Linked DNA regions of Zea mays: all the other regions are linked to region 1. Evidence: chromatin contacts called from public Hi-C data. All regions are on one chromosome and are shown on one strand. The core of a region is the stretch at or near the end of the contact, and the rest is flanking DNA. Distances in the headings are between cores, read along the strand shown.

What was found. Hi-C and Micro-C count contacts between places; a contact is called where the count stands out from the background.
Region 2: a Hi-C map of ear shows a contact between it and region 1, with 3 times the contacts expected there. The contact joins the promoter of LOC100191977 here to the promoter of LOC103639232 in region 1. A contact is called at or near these places in 3 of 25 Hi-C or Micro-C datasets (ear, leaf and tassel) and 1 of 3 datasets of contacts at active chromatin or transcription factors (leaf).
Region 3: a Hi-C map of leaf shows a contact between it and region 1, with 7 times the contacts expected there. The contact joins the promoter of LOC100383513 here to the promoter of LOC103639232 in region 1. A contact is called at or near these places in 3 of 25 Hi-C or Micro-C datasets (ear, leaf and tassel).

Annotation. Positions count from the first base shown.
Region 1 is chr9:142,383,893-142,388,092 of Zm-B73-REFERENCE-NAM-5.0, forward strand. It overlaps LOC103639232 (DUF4378 domain protein), which reads right to left and starts at 2,253. Exons shown (of 6, transcript XM_008662001.2): 1 at 2,007-2,253; 2 at 1,650-1,881; 3 at 1,498-1,556; 4 at 1-1,426. The coding sequence starts at 1,767.
Region 2 is chr9:142,165,188-142,169,387 of Zm-B73-REFERENCE-NAM-5.0, forward strand. It overlaps LOC100191977 (argininosuccinate lyase), which reads left to right and starts at 2,224. Exons shown (of 7, transcript NM_001137401.1): 1 at 2,224-2,673; 2 at 3,080-3,343; 3 at 3,811-3,927. The coding sequence starts at 2,362.
Region 3 is chr9:142,554,511-142,558,710 of Zm-B73-REFERENCE-NAM-5.0, forward strand. LOC100383513 reads right to left here and starts at 2,122. Exons shown (of 4, transcript NM_001176161.1): 1 at 1,840-2,122; 2 at 1-1,728. The coding sequence starts at 1,726.

The DNA.
Region 1 (4,200 bases), core at 1,003-3,502:
CAAGATTGCTTCTTGTATCCCACTTACCCGCCAGTCTGGACGGTCCTGCCGATGGTTTGACCAAGGGTGAGGTGAAGGTAAATGACACAACATCTGTGGTATCTTTACATTCCTTGTTCCATTTAATGTGCTCGTCCATAACAACATTAGGTTGAACCTGCTTCAGAAGTTTACCCACTGGGTTTTCAGGCACAAATGTACCCTTCTCGTTGGTGGAGTTTCTCTCTATCAACCGTTTCTTCTGCGGGAAGTCCTTGTTGTTCGACGATGATCCTTCTCTATCACCACTAATGCTTTCCACAATGTCTTTTCTGCCAACTTTAGAGTTCTTGCTTCCACTCTTGATCTTCCCAGAAGATGAATCTCCGGCCATCACCTTTCTGCCTTGCTGTGTTGAGACGGTTTTGTTTAGTGCCACCTTGCCTTTGGTCACCAAAGAATTCTGTTTCTGATTATTTTGCCAAAGAACAGGGGAAGAAGTGCCAGATGATGATGGCTTCTTTTGCTGCTTGTTTCTCTGGAGATTAGACTGACTCCTAAATGGTTGGTTTACCCTTTTCTCATCATGTTCTTTTTGTACTCGTGAATTCCTCCCAGAACCAGTTGCGCCTTCCCTCTTCTGGACGTTGTTCTTTGCCTGGACTGCCAATGAAACAGACTTTCCCTTGTTGTTCTTAGAACAACTAGGATTATTAATCTCATAAGAATCAACCGATGGTCTGAATATGACAATATCCTCCTCACTATTCCAGCTTCGGTTCATCTGCTGTGCTCTAGAGATTCTCACATTTGGCAGCTCAGGAGCAGTCCTGGATGATTGCGGTTTCAGAGGCACAGCCCTCTGAGAAAAAGGGATGTTCTCTCTTGGCTCCGAAACTCTCAAAGGAATCCGCGCCGGGCTAAAAGAACATACTTTCTCCCTAGAGCTTGTTTGTGCCCTTGGCTGAAGAATCTTGGCTGCTTCCTCCATGATCTGGACAGCATTCCTCGCTGAAGTGAAACCTGGATTCTTGATGGGGGACAACAATCTATGGTGAGACATTGGTAGAGGCTTTGCGGACCTTGGTGGCAATGCTTCCATCTGGAACCTTTCAATCGGGCTGCTTGGCATCTTTGGTGCTCTGAAATCCAATGGCTTCCTGATATATCCATCAACTCTTCGAGGAACATGACCGAATTGGTCATTCGTTGAGTACTCAGGGCTCCTCTTGAGGCTGTGGCTGTCCCTGAATGATATTGTGTCTCGGAACGGTGTGCAGTACGGTTCTGGAACACCCAAGGTGGGCATGGCGTCCAGGCCCATGAGCCTGGCCACAACACCTGGCGCCTTCATCTCACGCCCTTCCTCATCGGTCACTGAAGACGCACAGCTGTAGTCGCTGCTTCCCTTGAAGCTTGATACACCAATCCCCTCATCTTCATCACCCTACACAAATGCATCCACCTAAACATTAGTGAACGCACGCCCCTTCACAAGACTGCCCAAAGATCACTCACCAAGTGGAGACGCACTGACAGCAAGGTTTCTTCGCTCCTCTTGACAAGCTTAGACGCCTCTGCAAACGGATCATGAGACCAGATTAAAAAAACATTAATCAGATACAAGAGCTCTTCCTTCCAGGAAGCGAGGCATTCTTACAGACCCATACCTGGCGAGTTGGAGAACAGCTTCTTGCGTGACTTTCGCTTCCAATCAAATAGGTTGAAGATCCCGCCTCCTCCTCCACCGCCGCCAATAACCTTGGCTCCACCCTTCTCGGACCCCATAGATCCTAGAATCTCTCTACAGCTGAATCAAAACTCCTCGCCGCTCCGCAGCGTCGGCAAAAGAAGGAGAAAATCACCGATACAGCATGCTCCAGATCAAACAAGAAAATACACCTGCGCAGAACAGACTGTCAGCCCATGAATCTTAAGGTCGATGGCGGCGTCCTCGAACCAAAGCATTCGTCTACTCGTGAAGCGAATCGAGAGAGGGGAAGTCTGGTGCTACTGTGCTTACTGACGTGGTCTACGTAGCGGAGGCTACAAGCGGTGGCGGCGGCGAGGAGGCAGGGAGGCGGCCAGGGGGCATCAGATCGGGGAGGCCTCTAGAGGCCGGGCATTTTAAAACGGGAGGGGTTATTAAACGGACGCTAGAATTAGTGCTTTCGAATTTGGAGGCGCCGCTGGGCCCCGCTCTGCCGTACGATCCAAGCGGAAGGGGAAGGCTGACGCGCGGGGCAGGAGCGGGACTGGGGCCCACCCGGCGGTGGTTTGGAAGCAGATAACGGCTCTTTTTGGAGAAGCACAGCATTTCAAATCCTGATCGATGCGGGCGCGGGGGGATCGGTCACACGACTCGAGGGTGGCAGTTGGCACACGCCGCGCGGATCTTGATGCGTGGGGTGAATGGACGGTTGTGCGGACTGCCGAGGCCAGATGCTGAAACCTCAAGTCAAAGACATCTGGGGGGCCGAGCCTGAGGAGTTTGAAAATCATTGGGCTGGAAGTACAGTAGGGGTGGATATATGACAGCTGGGGCCTGTCTTGCTATCTGTACACAAAAGTTTGTCGCTACGGTATTTAGTCAAACTTTCTTAAATTTAACTAGATATATAAAATATATTAGCAACATTTTATCTTCAAGTATTTTACTAAAAAATAGATTTAAAGATCTATGTAATCAAACTAAATTATAATATGAATATTAATATTTTTATATAATTATGGTCAAAGTTAAAAATAATTAACTCCTGAACGACCAAAATTTATCGTCGTAGCGAGTAGGTGGGGGAGGCACCACGATCGTTGTTGCATCAGCAGGTCAACACGACAACACCTACCAACTACCATTGCCACCAGCGAGACTTCAATCACAACAAATGGACCCTAAAAGTCGAAGGGCGAAATCGAGCTATCAAATGGTATGTATATGTAAGCATCTGCATTAATATTATAGAAACACGATATATTCCACCAGGGCTCATAAGATTCAAGTTATCTAGCATTGGATCAGTGAAGTAATAAAACACTACACCTATTTTGAATTATATGTTATGATAATTTTTGTAGAGTCGAAACATCTTGATTTTGATAAAAAGAATACAAAGAAAAATATAGAAAATGTCTTACATTTTTTTACATCCTCAAATGTCTTATATATTTTTTGTGTTGTTTAATTCGTTGGTCAAAATATAAAAATAGATAGAGTAGAGAGAAGAAAGAGGCTTTATGTAGAGAGAAATAGGTTTTAAAAGACACTGTTAAAATCTATATGTGATGAAATCTTTTCTATGTTTAGAATTGCGTCGAAGACCATCTTAGATAGTGTTTAGTTCTAAATTATGGTAGAACGAAGCCACTTTGTTACTAATTTGTTATTATTTAGATTAGTTCTATATAGGATAGAGTGTTCCTAAAAAACTAGTTAAATATTGAATCACTCGACTTTCCAAAATCTCTCGGTCGAAACAGCTCCTAGAGCCATTCCGTCTTAACTGCCTCGCTGCCTCCGCAATCTAACACTACGGCACTACTTAGAGGGTGTTTGGTTTCTAGGAACTAATTTTTAGTCCCTCCATTTTATTCTATTTTAGTCCCTAAATTACTAAATATAGAAACTAAAACTCTATTTTAGTTTCCTTATTTAACAATTTATAAACAAAAATAGAATAAAGTGAAGGGACTAAAATTTAGTGCCTATAAACCAAACACCCACTTAGAGAGAAAGATTACAAGGGGAGGGAAGGGGACCAGATGCGTACGCTGGGCTGCAGATCCGGCCGACGCCGTCGTGGATATCCACCCCTCAGTGTCGGCCTGGCGGGGAGAATCCTTAACCTTTTTCAGTGCCAATTATAAACAGCTTGCTCCCAGTAGGCAGTAGCAGTGGCAGTGCTTCTACGAGCGGGCCTGACGTCCATGGTGACAGCCGTAGTCCCCCTACTCGACGATTTTCTGATAACGACCTCCCAACACAAGTTGGGGCTAGGAATGATCTGCTTTGCTGAAATTATGTGCTATGTTTCTTTTTTCAATGTAATCTATTTTTTGAACGGCTATGTTTTTACCTTTTCTGTTTTCAGTGCAATATTTTTGAACAAGTGTTTTAAATTTCAGTTTTTTGATGGAATGCTCTATCTGCATAAATTGCCTAAATTATGTGCTCTGTCCAGTTTTCAATTGAATATAATTTTTAGCAGCTCTGGTTTTAGCTTT
Region 2 (4,200 bases), core at 974-3,473, 220 kb before region 1:
GCAAGCATCGGCAGCGGACGCCGTCGAAGGTCCGTGATGCGCCGGTGGCCGCCGGAGCGCAGCAGCAAGCCCAGGAGGATGAGCCTTCATTCTTCGCGTACGCCATGCCGAACCAGAGCGGCTTCGGCGCCACCGACAAGCACAAGAAGAATAAGAAGTACCGGAAACCGCGTATGCCGTCTTTCGGCTCGTGCTTCCGCAGGAGGAAGAAGGAGCGGGGGCAGGCCAAAGCCGCAGCGGCCACTGTGAGCGCCCCGCGCCCTGCGCTCACGCCTATTTCGTCGCTGCTGACGCATACGCCTGGCTCCCCTGCGTCGGAGAAGCTGCAGGCCGCGACGACCCCGTCTGTGACGCAGCCACCTTCTCCTGTGCATACGGAGAACGGCAGCACCGCTGTCAACTCGCCAGCGCCGACGGGACGGCAACCGGCCTCGGCGAGGCCAGCCAAGCACTCGACGGACTCGATGTGGTCACCTTTCGCGCCGGAGATGCAGCAGCAGCAGCCGAAGCAGGTGGAAGTGGTCGACGTGGAAACGGGCGATCGGCTGTCGACGCACGAATTGGGCCTCATTGAGATGCTTGGCAGCTCAACTGACAACTCCGCGGAGTCCTCAGCTAAGTCATCGCTGGACAACGTCAACGAGCCACCACTGCCGCCAGCGAAACGGACGGTGTTGGAGAGGGACGCGGAGGCGGTGCCGATGATGAAGATTAAGGAGGTCCCGAAGCTGTGGCTCAACAGCAAATCGGCCGAGTCCCGACTTGTGGCTGCGGCGGCGGAGGAGCTGTGGCCGCACGACGTCGTGTGCAGCCGCGTGCACGCCGTCATGCTCGCCGAAACGGTAAGCTGTTCCAGCTCATAACTAGAGATGGCCAAACGGGCCGGCCCGGGCCCGGTGAAGCCCGGCCAAAACCGGGCTGGGCCTGCTGAGCCAGCGGGCTTAAGTTTCTGTCCAAGCCCGGCCCGCAGCGGGTCTAAACGGGCCGAGCCGGCCCGTTTAGCACGAAATAACGGGCCGAAAAGCGGGCTAAACGGGCCGGTAAGCACGTTTTAGTGTAAAAAAACGGGCTTAACGGGCTTAGAGGTAAACGGGCCGTGCCGGGCTAGCCCGCCGTGCCTAGTTTCCTGTCAAGCCCGCCCGCTTATTCTACCGTGCCGGGCTCGGACCGGGCCCAAAAAGCGGGCTTCGTGCCGGGCTCACGGGCCTCGTGCTTTTTGGCCATCTATACTCGTAACGTTGGTTGACGTGGAATTGATCTTTCTGAATACAAACTCCCATCCTCCCAAAATAGTGTCGCTTTGGGTTCTTATGTTACATGCAAGGTAAACATTTCTAAATTTAACTAGAGTTATAGAAAATATTAACAATATTTATATCTCTAAATAAGTTTATTGTAAAATATATTCAATAATAATTACTATTATCCACAAAAATACTGATAATATATATATATATAATAAAAATAATAAGGCTATTCTGAGCGGTGGTTTCATGCACATTTAATAGTGTATCACGTCAGTTTTTTTAACATAGTATAGCATTTAAGAGGATCGAGTTTCATGTGATGAAATTAGTTTCATGGGGATGAACCATGTCAACTTGTTTCCAAGGTCTTAAAAACCGTGTGAAACCTCCATCAAGAATGATTTGTTTCATATTCACATAATTTACTAACTTCTATTGGCCACTGATTTGCGACATTTAATTGATATGGTAGCATATGAAATAGTGACGTGTAATATTGCGCTGAGAAACATTGTTTCATTCATAGTTTCATATCACTTATGATAATGTGACAACGTTGTAAATAGTGCTACGAAACTCCCATTATGAATAACCTAAGGCCCCGTTTGACACGAGGCTCTCTAAAAGTGACTCCGGCTCTGACTTCTCTTTAAGAACAACTTCTCTATAGGAGTCAGTGTTTTTTTAACAAATCGTTTGGTAAAACAGTTCCTCTTGACGCGAGAGAAGAGGAGTGAGAGGAGCCGCTAGGAGCCAATTTTTTTTTTGGCTCCAACTCTTCTCTATAAAAATGGCTCTGACTCTTTAATGATCTTTGTTGAGAGTTCTTTTTTTTTTGAGATCGTTTGGGAGAATTCCTCTAAAAGCTGTAGTCGGAGCCGATTTGAGATCCTCCAAACATGCCCTAAGTGTTTAATTTCATAGAAAATAATGAAATTAACGAAAGAAGTGTCCAACGGAGAAGGGGTTCGGACTCACTGATCTCTAGGTCATAGCCTCTGGTAGTCCCTGGTCAGCCTGTGTGGACTGTCCTCAGGACAATCGCCAAAACCCCCCGAGCCAACACCTACTACGCCGCCGCGCCGCCGCGTCAAACAACGGCGAGAGGACGCCTATGGCATTCACTTCCCAATCCCTAATCTTCCGGGCACCCGCCTCGCCCTCTTGTGCCCGCATAACCCCGTCATCCGGTCGCGTCACCCTCCGGGACCGCAGCGCCGTTTTCCCGCTCGTCGCGGCGGCCTCCACCTCGATGGCGTCCTCGGAGAGCGAAGATAAGAGGGAAACCAAGCTGTGGGGCGGGCGGTTCGAGGAGGGCGTCACCGACGCCGTGGAGCGCTTCACGGAGTCCATATCCTACGACTGGCAGCTCTACAAATACGACATAATGGGCAGCAAGGCCCACGCCTCCATGCTCGCTGGCCAGGTATATCCTGCACGCTCCTCGGCGGTCGGTGTCGTCTAGGTGTTCGACCAACTGGATGTCCCGTCAGGTTGGGGCTCCGTCGGACAGGTTGGGGGTTGTTTGTCGGGGTCAGCCCGCTATGAACCATCTTACTCGCCATGTGCTCGAGAAAATGTCAGCTTCTTCGTTGTGCTCCTCTGCTATGCTGTTGCTGGGATCCATAGGTGTTCAAATCCGCTAGCTTTCTGCCAGGTGGCACTGAGGAAGTTTAATCTGACTACCCACAAGGTTTTACCAGAAATGTTGTTCGTTGTATTTTGGTGAAATGGTGAATCAAATTGACTGTCTTAATCCTTAAGCTATATGTTACTTAAAAAGCTTATTATCACAATATTTGAGTTGGGTTTCTGAATAATTTGCAATGCAGGGTTTGATAACAGCTACTGATAGGGATATCATCTTAGAGGGGCTTGATCAGATAGAGAGGCTGATCCAAGAAGGCAAATTTGAGTGGAGGAAGGACCGGGAGGATGTGCATATGAACATTGAAGCGGCTCTAATTGAAAGGGTTGGTGAGCCAGCCAAGAAGTTGCATACTGCTAGGAGCCGCAATGACCAAATTGTGACGGATCTAAGGCTATGGTGCCGTGATGCTATTGACAGGATTTTGATTCGTATCAAGCAGCTTCAGGTTTGCTCTGAATTTACTCTATGTTGCTCATGAAGTCCTGCCACTATCATGTTCACATTTCTTTTCTATCTTTCACTGCTTGCCAGTGTGGCACTATTTTGTTTTCTACTTTTTTGCTCAATTAACACGTGGCCATTCTAACAATTAAGAAAATCTTGCTCGTTTGAAAATCCAATGATTCTTTTTATTTTTCATTCTGTAATGTCAATTTAGGGTAGGAATTTCTGAGAGAACTTCTGGTTAACCTTCCTGCTTCTTGATGTAGAACTGATGCAAAATAATACATTAATGTTTTCAAGTAAAGACTTTAAGAAAAGCTGTTTTGAGTACCTGATTGCTGATGTTGTGTATTCTCATGACTGCATTAGTGATTCCAGTCTGTAATGCTAATGCATAATTTTTATATTTCCCGATATATATGAAGAAGCTGTTCACTTGTAATATTAGCATAACTCTTATTGTTTCAGGTGTCTCTGGTTATTTTGGCTTCAAAATATGTTGATTTAATAGTCCCAGGTTATACCCATCTGCAAAGGGCGCAGCCTGTTCTGCTGCCACATCTTCTCTTATCATATGTTGAACAGGTGATTGGAATCTTTTTAGCTTTCTTGATAACGCGACATTGAAACTTTATTGTTATTTTTTAACTCGAGGAAGCTATAATATTAGTGTTGAATGTGTGCCACCTCTAGTTGATGATTATTCCCCGATTCGCACCTTGTGGTTATGATGCAAACAAGTTCTTAAATCACATGTCTCTCTATATATAGCGACCAAATTAGTGCACTCCTATGTAACCAAGATATATTCTTAATGCTTAATGTTTGTGTGGTATATCAGCTCTGTTGATTTTTACG
Region 3 (4,200 bases), core at 872-3,371, 170 kb after region 1:
GGCATCTCGACTCAACCCTAGACCATTCCATGATGCATGCGAAGCAAAAATAGTGTGAGCAACAATTGAGGACACCTTGTACAGTAGCTCTCAGCTCCTCCGAGAGACAGATCCCGCATATTGGCTTCCCAGCCTCCTCCTGTTCCTGTTTCTCCTTTCCCTTGCCTTCTCCATGCCTTGTAATACAAATCCTTCTCAAGGACACATGCAGATTTGGTGCAGCCTTTGGAGGCTCAGGCTCCCTCAATTCTTCCAATTCCTTACCTGATACAACAAATTCAGAATCTGAGGATGACTCTGACTCAGATATCCTCTTCTTCCTCCCTTTTCTGACTGTAGTCTGCTCAGCTACAGGTGTTTCAACATTGTTAGGTTCTTCATCGGACGTCGCAAACTCAAAGTCCGATGAGTCTGACTCAAGGTCTGGCCATGTCTCTTCCTCAATAGATACTTGAGGGTCCACCACTGTCTCCCTCCCACTCCCTATCCTGGCCTTCTTCTTGGGGTGCCGATTCACAATGACCTCATCGTCGACAATGAAGTCGTCGTCATCGTCATCATCCACATCCTCATCCTCGTAATCATCTATCACTGAACGCTTTCTCCGCCTCCTAACAGGTGCTGATTTCTTCACTTTAGCTGAAGCCCCCTTCCGCCTAGAAACCTTAGATCCCCTATTTTTCTTCTTCTTCTTTGGTGTTCGCCTCTTTGAAATGGACTTTCGCTTCACCGGATTCTTTACAGTTACCTTTCTGGCACGGGCAGGAACCAGTTCCTCTTCCTCCTCGTCTTGATACTCATCCTCCTCGTCACCATCGACATCGGGATCAAAATCAATATCCTCATCTATCTCGACCTCCTCGTCATCCAACTCTGGGTCAAAATCCATATCCTCATCATCCTCCTGCTTCCGCTGATGAGATCGCTTCGCTGCCAGAGACAGCTTCACATTCCGGCCACGGGCACCGCATTTCACAATGCTCTTCGGCCGCTGTGGTGCCACTTCTTCCTCCTCCTCGACCTCCTCAAGGTCATCATGGTACTCCTCCTCCACCTCGTCGTCTTCGTCAACCTCCTCCTCGTAGTCCTCGTCCTCCTCATACTTCCGGCGTCGAGATCGTGCGGCGGCCAGATCCACCTTTCCTTTCCGTACTCTGTTGCTGCCCTTTGCCCGTCGCTTCGGGCGCGGCGTCTCGATTTCGTCGTCGTCCTCCTCCTCTGCCTCCTGGTATTCGGCGTCTGAATCCAACCCATCCTCGCCGGCGCTCGATGTGCTGTCCTTCGCCGGTCGCTTTGGGCGCGGCGTCTCCATCTCGTCCTCCTCTGCCTCCTGGTATTCGGCGTCTGAATCCAACCCCTCCTCACCCGCGCTCGATGTGCTGCCCTTGGCCGGTCGCTTCAGGCGCGGCGGCTCGATCTCGTCGTCCTCCTCTGCCTCCTGGTATTCGGCGTCTGAATCCAATCCCCTCTCGCCGGCGCTCGATGTGATGCCCTTCGCTGGTCGCTTTGGGCGCGGCTTCTCGATCTCGTCCTCCTCCTCTGCCTCCTGGTACTCGGCGTCTGAATCCACCCCCTCCTCGCCGGCGCTCGAGGCGGAGAGCTCCTCCACATAATCCTCTTCTTCTTCCTCCTCCAGCACATACTCGTCGTCGTCCTCGTCCGGCCATCGACGGCGCCTACCGCTGATGCCCCGCCTCGCCGGCGGCGACCCCTCTCCAGTGCCCATCCCTGCACATCAAATCCACAAAATCAGCACTCAATCTCCCCCCGAGGCAAATCCAAATCGACGGATCCCGGCCCGGGACTACCCGAATTTCCCCCAAATCAGCTGGAACTTGCCTTTTCGCGCGAGAATTGACGCGAAACAGTGGACGACAAAAGGCAGAGCAGCGGGGCACCAAGTTTCTGTTCACACCCCGCTAGCCCAAAAATTCTCTCGAAATCTCTGTAGCGGCGGGCCTAAATCGGCTCGCGCCCGCTCATGGGTCAGCGAAGGCGGCGGCGTTGCGAGTTGAATCGGGAAGCGGAGGAGGAAAACGGGAAAGGGGAACGGAGGAGGGAGGCCGCGGATGGGGGCCGGGTGGAAGCTACGAGGGGCTCGAGTTGTGGGGAAGCATCGTCGCGTCGGGTACGGGCGGGCGGGGTGGACGCGGTGGTTTTATCGCATCGCCCTCCCCTCACGAGACGAAACGCGTAGGCGTAGCGTGGGGGTCAGAGGGGTGGGTGTGCGCGGTGCGGTGGGGGTGGCCGTTGGGTTGGCGTTGGACCGTTTTGGAGTTGGACTCGCCGCCCGCAGCGCCTGCGCCGCGGTATTTGCAGCCGTTTTTTTCCCGCATACTTTTGCTTGGCCACCGGGCGATTCCGATGCGTTTTCCCCGTCGATTTTTGGTGGGTTCGGCCATATGGCGTCGCCGCGCGGCCGAACCAGTCGGCTCAGTGGCGTGCCCTGGTGGTGGTGGTGGTGCCTTACGTGTCCGTGACTCGATGGGAAGTCTGATGTGGAGACGAAAGGGAAATGAGAATTTTGCCGTCTCCTGACGCTGGTCCCCGCCCCGCGGTTGTTTGACAGCACCAGGATTTACTCTTTTCAGTGTGTATATATCCCGAGCTTTTTTTTTAAGCCAACGACAAAGTTCAGGTAGCAAACAAGAATAGCCGTGTGTCCCCAACCAGACCTAGAAGGCTAGAACTGAAAACAAAACAGTGATAGCCTTGCCGCTGACATGTGAATTGCAGAGCCGATGTTTGAGTTTGAAGGTTATCGGATAATAGACTGGGAGGCTCCAAGGTTGTGGTAATGGTCTATAAAACGGGGAATTGTACAAACATGAATGCATTTTATACTACCACAAAATGAGCATACTGTCAGGCACGTGGGCTATATTGTCAGGCAAGAACCAGGTTTCTAGTCATATTTTCTAGCAATGGTTAGTTAAAAAGGTCGTTTGTTTTCACTATGTTTTTTGAGTTTTTTTTTGAGAGAATATGCTTTTTGAGTTTTGAGAAGAGTAGATAAGTTCATCTTCTATTTTAAAAATGGTACAGTAGATAAAAACCTCAATCACAACCATAATCCATTTTGTGACAGGGGCATATAACTGCAGCCATGATCTGTCAGATTTGGAATGCATCAATAGAAATCACAAGGAAGGCAGATCATTATGAAAGAAATTAATTCTCTGTCCGATCAGTATAAGCAGACCCTAAAAAAACAAAAAGTAAATACAAAGTATTGAATTCATTATAGGCAGCTGGAGCGCAGGATATGTTTTTAGGGTATTTGGGATGGCTCCAGCTCCAGCTTCCAGCGTGAAGCTGTAGTTTATAATATCAATTTAAATAATTTTAAAAATATTTTTAGTCTAAATAATAAACAAAATGACTTATCTAAATGTCTTCTAAAGTTTTACAGCTCCAACTCCATGATTTTTTTAAGCACCTAATGACCTATATTCCACTAACTCTACCAAATTTATTGGAGCTGAAGCTATCCCAAATAGGGCCTTAATAGGTAGTAATAATAAAGCAAATCTGGTTCCATGAGACTAAACTTTAGTCCCTTAGTCCCTAAATTATCAAAAAAAAAAGGACTAAAAGAGATGGGAGGAAATCTGATTTATTCCCTTTTAGTCCTCATATTTAGTAATTTAGGGACTAAAAGAGAGGCACTAAAGTTCAGTTCCATGTAACCAAACAGCCCCTCAATATAGGCATAAGCAACAAGCAGATATAAAAAAATGTGGGCTGCTTGGCAAACAGTAAATACAGAGTATCGAATTCAACAAAGAAAAATAGTAATACATTACTTACTAATCAAACCTTTCATTAATGTCATCCTCTTTATTGTTTCATTTGTTAAGTACACCTATAAGGCTATAACACAAAAATACAGAGACATACTTAGAATAACATTAAGCTGAACCTACTCAGCTATTGCTGGAAACAAAACACACTAATATGACCCTACCTGGCTACACATAACACAATATTCGCATGAATAATAAGAGCAAACAAGGATACAGATTTCTTAGCCATCCAATCAAACATGGAAGTTTTGTCTCAATAAAATATGGTGAAGAGAATCCCAAAGAAAAGGTAAATGCGCTGAATCATCCCTGCAACATTTAAATGACGAATGTGTTTTACAATAATACGAAAAAAAGGCCACTGCACAGCAGTACCTTGAAGCACTTACAACTC